Regions from separate parts of the Mus musculus genome. Here region 1 is linked to region 2. The links are chromatin contacts, called in public ChIA-PET maps. All regions are on one chromosome and are shown on one strand. The core of a region is the stretch at or near the end of the contact, and the rest is flanking DNA. Distances in the headings are between cores, read along the strand shown. Region 1 has its middle 10 kb from the start of Gm51902. Region 2 overlaps Pik3r5 (phosphoinositide-3-kinase regulatory subunit 5).

Region 1 (3,724 bases), core at 871-3,370, 480 kb before region 2:
CAAAAAAAAAAAAAAAAAAAAAGCTGGAGATGGTTGTGTGTGCCTGCCTTTAATCCCAGTACTAGGGAGGCAGAGACAGGAGGATCTCTGTGAGTTTGAGGCCACTTTGATATGTATAGAGAATATCAGGCCAGCCCACAGACACACTGAGACCCTACCCCCAAAAACAAACAAAACAAAACAAAAAACAATTAGTTATTGAGGTCCAACTAAAGGAAGTCAAGTTGAGGAAACTTTTAGTTTTTTAGTGAGTATGGTAAGTAGACTTCAATGATTGCCAGCTCTGGCTACCCATGCCTTTATATAGCCATATTGCCTTTTGAATAGGCATTTAGTGTCAAGTGTGTGTGTGGGTTTGGGTGTGTGCATGCAGCCCAGCTGGCCTCAAACTTTCTGTGAGGTTGGCCTTGAACTCTCCATCTTTTTGCTCCCATCTCCCAAGTGTTGGGTTCTGGACCAACCACACCCAGCTTAGTAATTAGGTTCTCAGGAATGGCTAATGCGATAAGCTGAATGGCTGTTAACGGGTTAGCTGGTGAATGATGGATTTGGGAGTAGACTCTTTTCCTGTTGAGTCTTCACAGGAGAACCCGGATCCCGAGCCGTCTGCTAGACTCTGCTGGACATAACTGTGGCCATTTTGAGCTGCGTAATGGCTCAGATCTTATTTGTTTTGTGCATCTGAATCTTAGTAGGAGCTCAGGATGGCTCTGACCCTATGCTTTGGCCTTCTGAATACGAGGATTCCATACCTGTGCCACCATATCCCACAGGTTTGGATCTTAAATGTCCCCTGAAGGGCATGGATTGAAGGCTTAGTCAAGGTTAGCTGGTGGGAGAAACCTTTAAAAAGTGGAACCTAATAGAAGTTAGGGCACTGGGCTGAAGAGATGGCTCAGCTGTTAAGAGCACTGACTGCTCTTCCAAAGGTCCTGAGTTCAAATCCCAGCAATCACATGGTGGCTCACAACCATCCGTAATGAGATCAGATACCCTCTTCTGGTGTGTCTGAAGATAGCTACAGTATACTTAGATATAATAATAAATAATTTTTTTTTTTTTAAAGAAAGAAGAAGTAACCTGGGCACTGACAACCTTTGAAGGGAAGAGTGGAACCTTGGTGATTTTTTCTTTTGGTTCCTATCCAACATGAGGTTTTGCTCTGCAACCTCTGCTCTGCCACAGCCCTAGAGCACCAGGGCAAGCAAGCGTAGCTAGTGAGTTAAAATATAGCTTGCCTTGCCAGGCACGGGGGTGCACACCTTTAATCCCAGCACTCGAGAGGCAGAAGCGGAGGCAGCTGGATCTCTGTGAATATGAGGTCAGCCTGGTCCACAGAGTGAGTTCTAGGACAGCCCAGGCTACACAGAGAAACCCTGTCTCAAACAGACTAACTAATCAAGTAAATAAATGAAGCTTTCCTTAATAGTTAGTTTATTTGGATGCTGGGGTTGCACCATGGGAAGCCAAGCAAGGCAGGTCAATCACAGAATTGCTCCAAAGTAACCGAGTCTGCTTTCTTGGTAAATTATACACAGATACAAACAGCTAAGGCAATCTACGGAGTTGTATGACCTGCACCAGGAATGTGCTTCACTCTTCCTTTGGTTAAGGTGAACCAAATACATTTGATCTTGAATAAAAACACTTTGTCCTAACCAAAATACACACCCTCCCTCACAGTGATCTGCTTATTTTAGCTACTACTCAGAATCTGATTCTGTCAGCAAATCTTCCCTACCTCCCAATAAATTCCACTTTGTACAGAGTTAAATCTGTTGAATAAAATATTATATAGATCCTGGCAGCGGGTTTGCTACACACCTCAACGCTTTACATTCGAGAATGGAAGACCCACACGCACAGCCTTTATATTTTGACATGCTTTAATCAGCTCTATCCTAGGCCACTGCCCAACCTCCACGAAATGAATCCACCTCCTGCTAATAATCCCGAGTTATTACTTACTAAACTCTAAATTCTATCTTGGCTGCTCTGGACCCAGAGGGATCTCTCGGCTTCTTCACATGGCCGCCAAGCCTCTCTGTCCTGAACACTCTGAGGCTTGGCATCTCTTCTCTCTTCCACACTCTCCTGCTATGGTGGATCTCCTCCCCCTTCTCTCTCTTGCCAATCCCAAACCCGGAAATCCTAAAGTCCCGCCTCTGTCTGCCCTGCCCAGCCATTGGCTGCCCGCATCTTTACCAATCAGAACGAAGCAGGGTCAGGTTCCCAGAAGCTTTGTGCAGACACTTGTGTAAGCAGGTTTTTTGGGGGGGAGTGTAATTAGCGTTAGTGGGCCAAACCCACTACATAGGTCTGTCCTTTATTCATTGGCGTTGTGGCACTTTTGTGGCTAGCCTGAATTATACACGGTGAGACTCAGCCCTCAAACAAAACCAGTAAAATCACATGACCCTGCCTCTCCTCCAACCTGGTCCCGTGATTCACTGAACCAAACTCAGATGTTATTCTGTTAATTTACCATCTAGTTAAATTGAGAATGCAGGGATTCTCTGAGCAGTTTTATGGGTAGTTAATCTGTTACAGGGATGAATCTCTGAAGATACACATGAAGAATACCAAGTAGGAGAACTTAGGAAAGGTGGTTTACGGCCATGGCAAGCTAAATGTTAAGGCAGGAATTTGAACCTGCACCCTGGAGCTGGCTGGCCTGTGTTCTAACACCCACTCTACAGTTTGTAAGCTGTATCGCTTGGCTTCTCAACTCGGTGCCTCAGTTCCTTGATTCACACAATAATGATGACGATATTTATATGTGACTTACAGGATTATTGAGAGGCTTAAAAAGAATATGCATAAGGTGCTGAGAGCAATGCTCAATACATAGTTGGTGTTTAATAAGTAGCCAAATATTAGTTATTTTTGTTTGTTTGAAACAGGGTCTCACTATGTGCTCCTGGCTGGCCTGGAACTTGAAATGTAGAACAAGCTGGCCTCAAATTCAAAGAGATCCACCTGTCTCTGCTTCCTGAGTGCTGGGGTTAAAGGCATACACGACCATACCAAGCCTTGTGTTTTGAAACACAGCCTCACCTTGTCTCTGAGGCTGTCCTGGAACTCAGTATATGTCATCTAGGCTTGCCTTAGATCTACAGTCTTCCTGCCTTCATTTCCCCGGGGCTGAGCTTCCGCATGTCTACCATCAAGCTCTGCTAACCTGTGATTCTTTTCTTCAGTTACCTTGGAATTTATTCAAACTAGGAAAAGATCATGTTTACATGTAATACATACTCTATTCTTTAAATAACAATTATGACAAACGCCAGAAAGAATTAAAGAATGCTGCAGTTACAATCTCTATGAAACATCAACATCTTGTATTTTACATAATTAAAGAAACATACCACTTTTAAAAATACAGAGACATGGCTTCATGTGGGCATGGGGATGCAATTGACTTATTTTTTAAAACTTTATTATTTAAAAATGTAAATAAAATACAATTTAGAAAACAAACAAACAAAAAAGTCGGGCAGTGGTGGCACATGACTTTAATCCCAGCACTCGGGAGGCAGAGGCAGGTAGATTTCTGAGTTCAAGGCCAGCCTGGTCTACAGAGTGAGTTCCAGGACATCCAGGGCTACACAGAGAAACCCTGTCTCAAAAAAAATTTTTTTGTGCAATATTTCTACAAATAATTGAATTAGATCTAAAACTGCCAAGTTCACTTTCTGAGGAGGCCATGCAGAAGACAAATTAC
Region 2 (3,732 bases), core at 587-3,086:
TCACTGCCCAGATAGATGAAGGACTTGAAGGAATAGTTCCCTAGAGGAATATGCAGGTGGCTAATAAGCACTTGATAGGGTTTTTCAGTGCCAATGAGATGTCTCAATAGGTAAAAGGCAGTTGGCACACAAGCAGGTGACCTCAGTTCAATCCCTAAAACCTACATAAAGGTAGGAGAAAACAGACTACACAACACTGTCCTCTGACCTCCACACACGGGCAAGCTGACCCCACACAAATACACGATACCACTGGTGGTAATAGAATCCTTTTCACTCCTCATCACCATGGAAGTGCAAATCAAAACTGGACCACTCCTATCAGTATGGCCACTATTAGAGTAAAAGAACAACAAAGTAAATGCTAGGCTGTGAAGAAGTCAGAGCCTGGTGCAGGCTGCCTGGGAATGTGAAACAAGGTAGCGGCTAATGGGCTGCGGGAGAACAAGGTGCTTCCTCTAAAGATTCACAGCAAGCCCGACTTAGGATTCTGTCACTCCACTTCTGGATAGATGCACAACGTAACTGGAAGCAAGGTCCTGAACCTCCACGTTCATAGAGGCATTGGATACTGTGGCCAAAGACTGGAAATAAGCCAAGTGTCCATGGGGAGTTGAATGGACAAACAAGATGTGTGTGTTTGTGTGTGTGTGTGTGTGTGTGTGTGTGTGCGTGTGCGTGTGCGTGTGTGTGTGTGTGTGTGTGTGTGTAGTCTCTCAAAGGAAGGAAATCCTGACACACGCTACAATGCAGATGAACCTTGAGCATCTCTGTTGGGTGCAAGAAGCTGCAAATGAGGAAAGCAAGACTGCACTTGGGTAAGGTACCTGGAGCTGTTAGTCAGAGGGACAGAAAGTTGATGATGGTTGCCAAGGGCTGAGGGAAGGAGATAGGAAGTGGTTAAATGGGTAGAGATGCATAAGATGAAAACGAGTTCTGGTGACAGATTTCACTCCTGGGTCAATGGCCTTAAGACTACTGAACAGGGGTGGGGGATGGCTTGCCTGGTAAAGTGCTGTGGCCCTCACTACCACATAAAGAGGTGTGATAGTGCCCAACTGCAACCCCAGCATTCAGAAAGTAGAGGCAGGAGGATTATGAGTTCAGAGGCATCCTCAGTTACACATCAAGTTTGAAGCCAGATTGGGGATACTATGGTTAAAAGAAAAAACAATCTTTTTAAGGCTATTGAATGGTTCCTTCAAACATAGTTAAGATGGTATGTTACATGGTACGTGCATTTAACCACAAGTGGAAAAAATAAATTTGGTGTGATATTACACAGAAATGTCAATTCTCCATGAATCCCAGTCTAGAGTAGTGAGTGGTTCTTAACCTTCCTAATGCTGCAACCCTTTAATATAGTTCCTCCTATTGAGGTGAGTCCCACCCATAACATTATTTTCATTGCTACTTTGTAACTGTATTTTTGTTACTGTTTTGAATCATAATGTAATTGTCTGTGTTTTCTGGTGGTCTTAGAGAACCCCTGCAAAAGGGTCATCCGACCCCTCCAAGGGGTCAGGACCCATAGGTTGAGAGTGTGTAGGAAGGATTAAGGGAGGCAGAAGGACCAGGGAAGGAGGAAGGTGGGCAGACAGAAAGCTGGCTTGCTGTTTGCAACTGTGTCTTCTCTATCTCACACTATGCTAGGCAGCTCCGGCTGCTGATTTCATTTAATTACCACAGTCTCCTGAAGTGGTTACCCACAATTCCTGGGGCCCAAGGAGGTTAAGCCATTGTCATTCATGTTTCTGTCACCACAGGTTCTATGACCTGAGCTGGAAACACATCCAAAGCTGGTCTAACTCCGAAAGCCCACGTTCTTCCTCCACACTGTTCGTGGGAACTCAGTCCCACCCTTTGCTAGACAGATAAAGGTCTGCATCCTTGGTGTGTGCGCATGTGGGTAGAGAGATCAGAGAACAACTTGCAAGATTCAGTTCTCTTCCTTCTGTTATGTGGGATCAGGCTTGGCAGCAAGTCGTCTGTTCCACTGAGCCATCTCTCTGGACCAGTTTTTACAACTTTTTATGAAGCAGACACTGATTTAAGACTCCTGTTTAGTCCAGTCCAGAACTCCCCAGAACACTGAGGGACCATTTACTACAAATTGGTGCTATCTTTCCAAATGTACAGAGAAGGGGAAATACACATTTCTTTAAACAGAGAGAAACAGGTGCACCTATACAGGCACTCTAAGCTGAAAGCCACATACCCCCACCACAGAAATACACACATATATTTAATTTAAAATGATAAAAATTAATTTAAAAAAATCTCAATAGACATTGGGTAGAGTTGGAATTACGGCTGACTTAGGTTAAGTCCCCAAGTGAATATGCACCCTTATGGGGTGTTTGATAGCCTCTGCGTTCTCCTTTCATGGAGACTGGTGGGGTGCATTTGCTGAGATGGAAAAGCTCAGCAAGAAGAGGATTTGTGGGGGTGACAAAGGAAAGTTCTGCTTTGTCCAGCTGCACCCTCTCCTGACCGCAGGGAGTGTCACCTATCTACATTTGGGGTCTCACAGGTTAGCAGCCAGTGACGAGAGGGATCCTGTTAAGACAGAAGTGAAGGACCCAGGAGCTCACGGCACCGTGGAGAGTTCTATGATCATAGAGCAAGAAAACCCAACAGACTCCACTGAGAGGAGGAAGGCAGGTGACAGGCAACTCGCTCGGGGAGTTTTGCTTTGAAGTGTTTGGAGCATCTCAACTGCAGAGTTTCTTTTATTCTGCTTTATCTAGCAGAATATCTTTATCTAGTTTCTGGGAATTGTGGCCAAAAGAATCTTGAGATTTTCCCAATTGTTCTTTTATTAAAACATTCGGATTTCTCCAGGCACAGTGACATATGCTTTTTGATTCCAGAACTCAGGAGGCAGACAGGCAGGTAGCCATGTTTCAGGGAAGCAAGACCACGATAACCAGTGCTGCATAGTGAGGTCCTGTTTCAAAATTTCTATACGTATTTGTATTTCCATCTAAACAAAATCACATGCCAATATGCTAATGACAATTATCTCCAAGAGGAAAAATTAGACATATTCATCTCTAAACATTTTATAATAATTGATATTTTATACCCTAGTTTTGTTTTGAGACAATGTTCCAGCTAGCCCAGGCTGGCTTCATAAACTCATCCCCAGTCATGAATGACCATGAACTTTTGTTCTTCCTGCCTCTACCTCAACAGTGCTAGGAGTTCAGTCGTCACCATCACACCTGGTTCCTGCGGTGCTGGGGATCTCGACCAGGACTCTGTGTATGCTAGGCAAGCCCTCTGCAGCTGGGCTACCCAACCCCTATATCTTGCTTTTAATCACACAAAGAACAGGTGTTACATCTGTAAAAGAAATGTTGCTTTTTTTGTGTTCTTCCCACACAGTGCACCCTTGCATGCCAGACAATATATGTACCATGAACCCAAGGTACTCTGGAGGGTAGAGAAAGGCAGAGCAGCCAAGGACTTTGGGGACACAGGAAAGGAGCACACAGAAGCAGCAGGTTCCCTGGGTTTTCTTCCTGCTTGCATAGCCTCAACTCAACAGTGAAGAGATAGCAACCTAGAAAGTCAGGGCATACAGATGGAAGAAACTGGCTTTTTCCCAGGACAAAGAATGGGGCAGCTTAACAAGACAGGCAGCCTTCAAGCGACAGGGTCTCTGTTCCATCCGTGCTCCACACTGAAAGTATAGCTTCACTGCCCCCAGGGATGGCCAGGGCAAAG

What was found. ChIA-PET counts read pairs in DNA pulled down with a chosen protein or histone mark.
Region 1: a contact with region 2 is called in an RNA polymerase II ChIA-PET map of memory CD8 T cells, with 5 read pairs. The contact joins two enhancer-like sites.

What each region holds. Positions count from the first base shown.
Region 1 is chr11:68,938,262-68,941,985 of GRCm38.p6, reverse strand. It overlaps a transcript of Arhgef15 not described here. Among named protein-coding and RNA genes, the nearest start is that of Gm51902, 10 kb to the right of the region's middle. Within about 2 kb of position 2,120, at least 351 of the 459 cell types and tissues checked have an H3K27ac peak or open chromatin away from gene starts, as enhancers often do. A contact at or near this core is called in memory CD8 T cells, where this site is marked.
Region 2 is chr11:68,462,460-68,466,191 of GRCm38.p6, reverse strand. The region is part of intron 1 of Pik3r5 (phosphoinositide-3-kinase regulatory subunit 5); the gene reads right to left. Among named protein-coding and RNA genes, the nearest start is that of Pik3r5, 32 kb to the right of the region's middle. Within about 2 kb of position 1,836, at least 23 of the 459 cell types and tissues checked have an H3K27ac peak or open chromatin away from gene starts, as enhancers often do. A contact at or near this core is called in memory CD8 T cells, where this site is marked.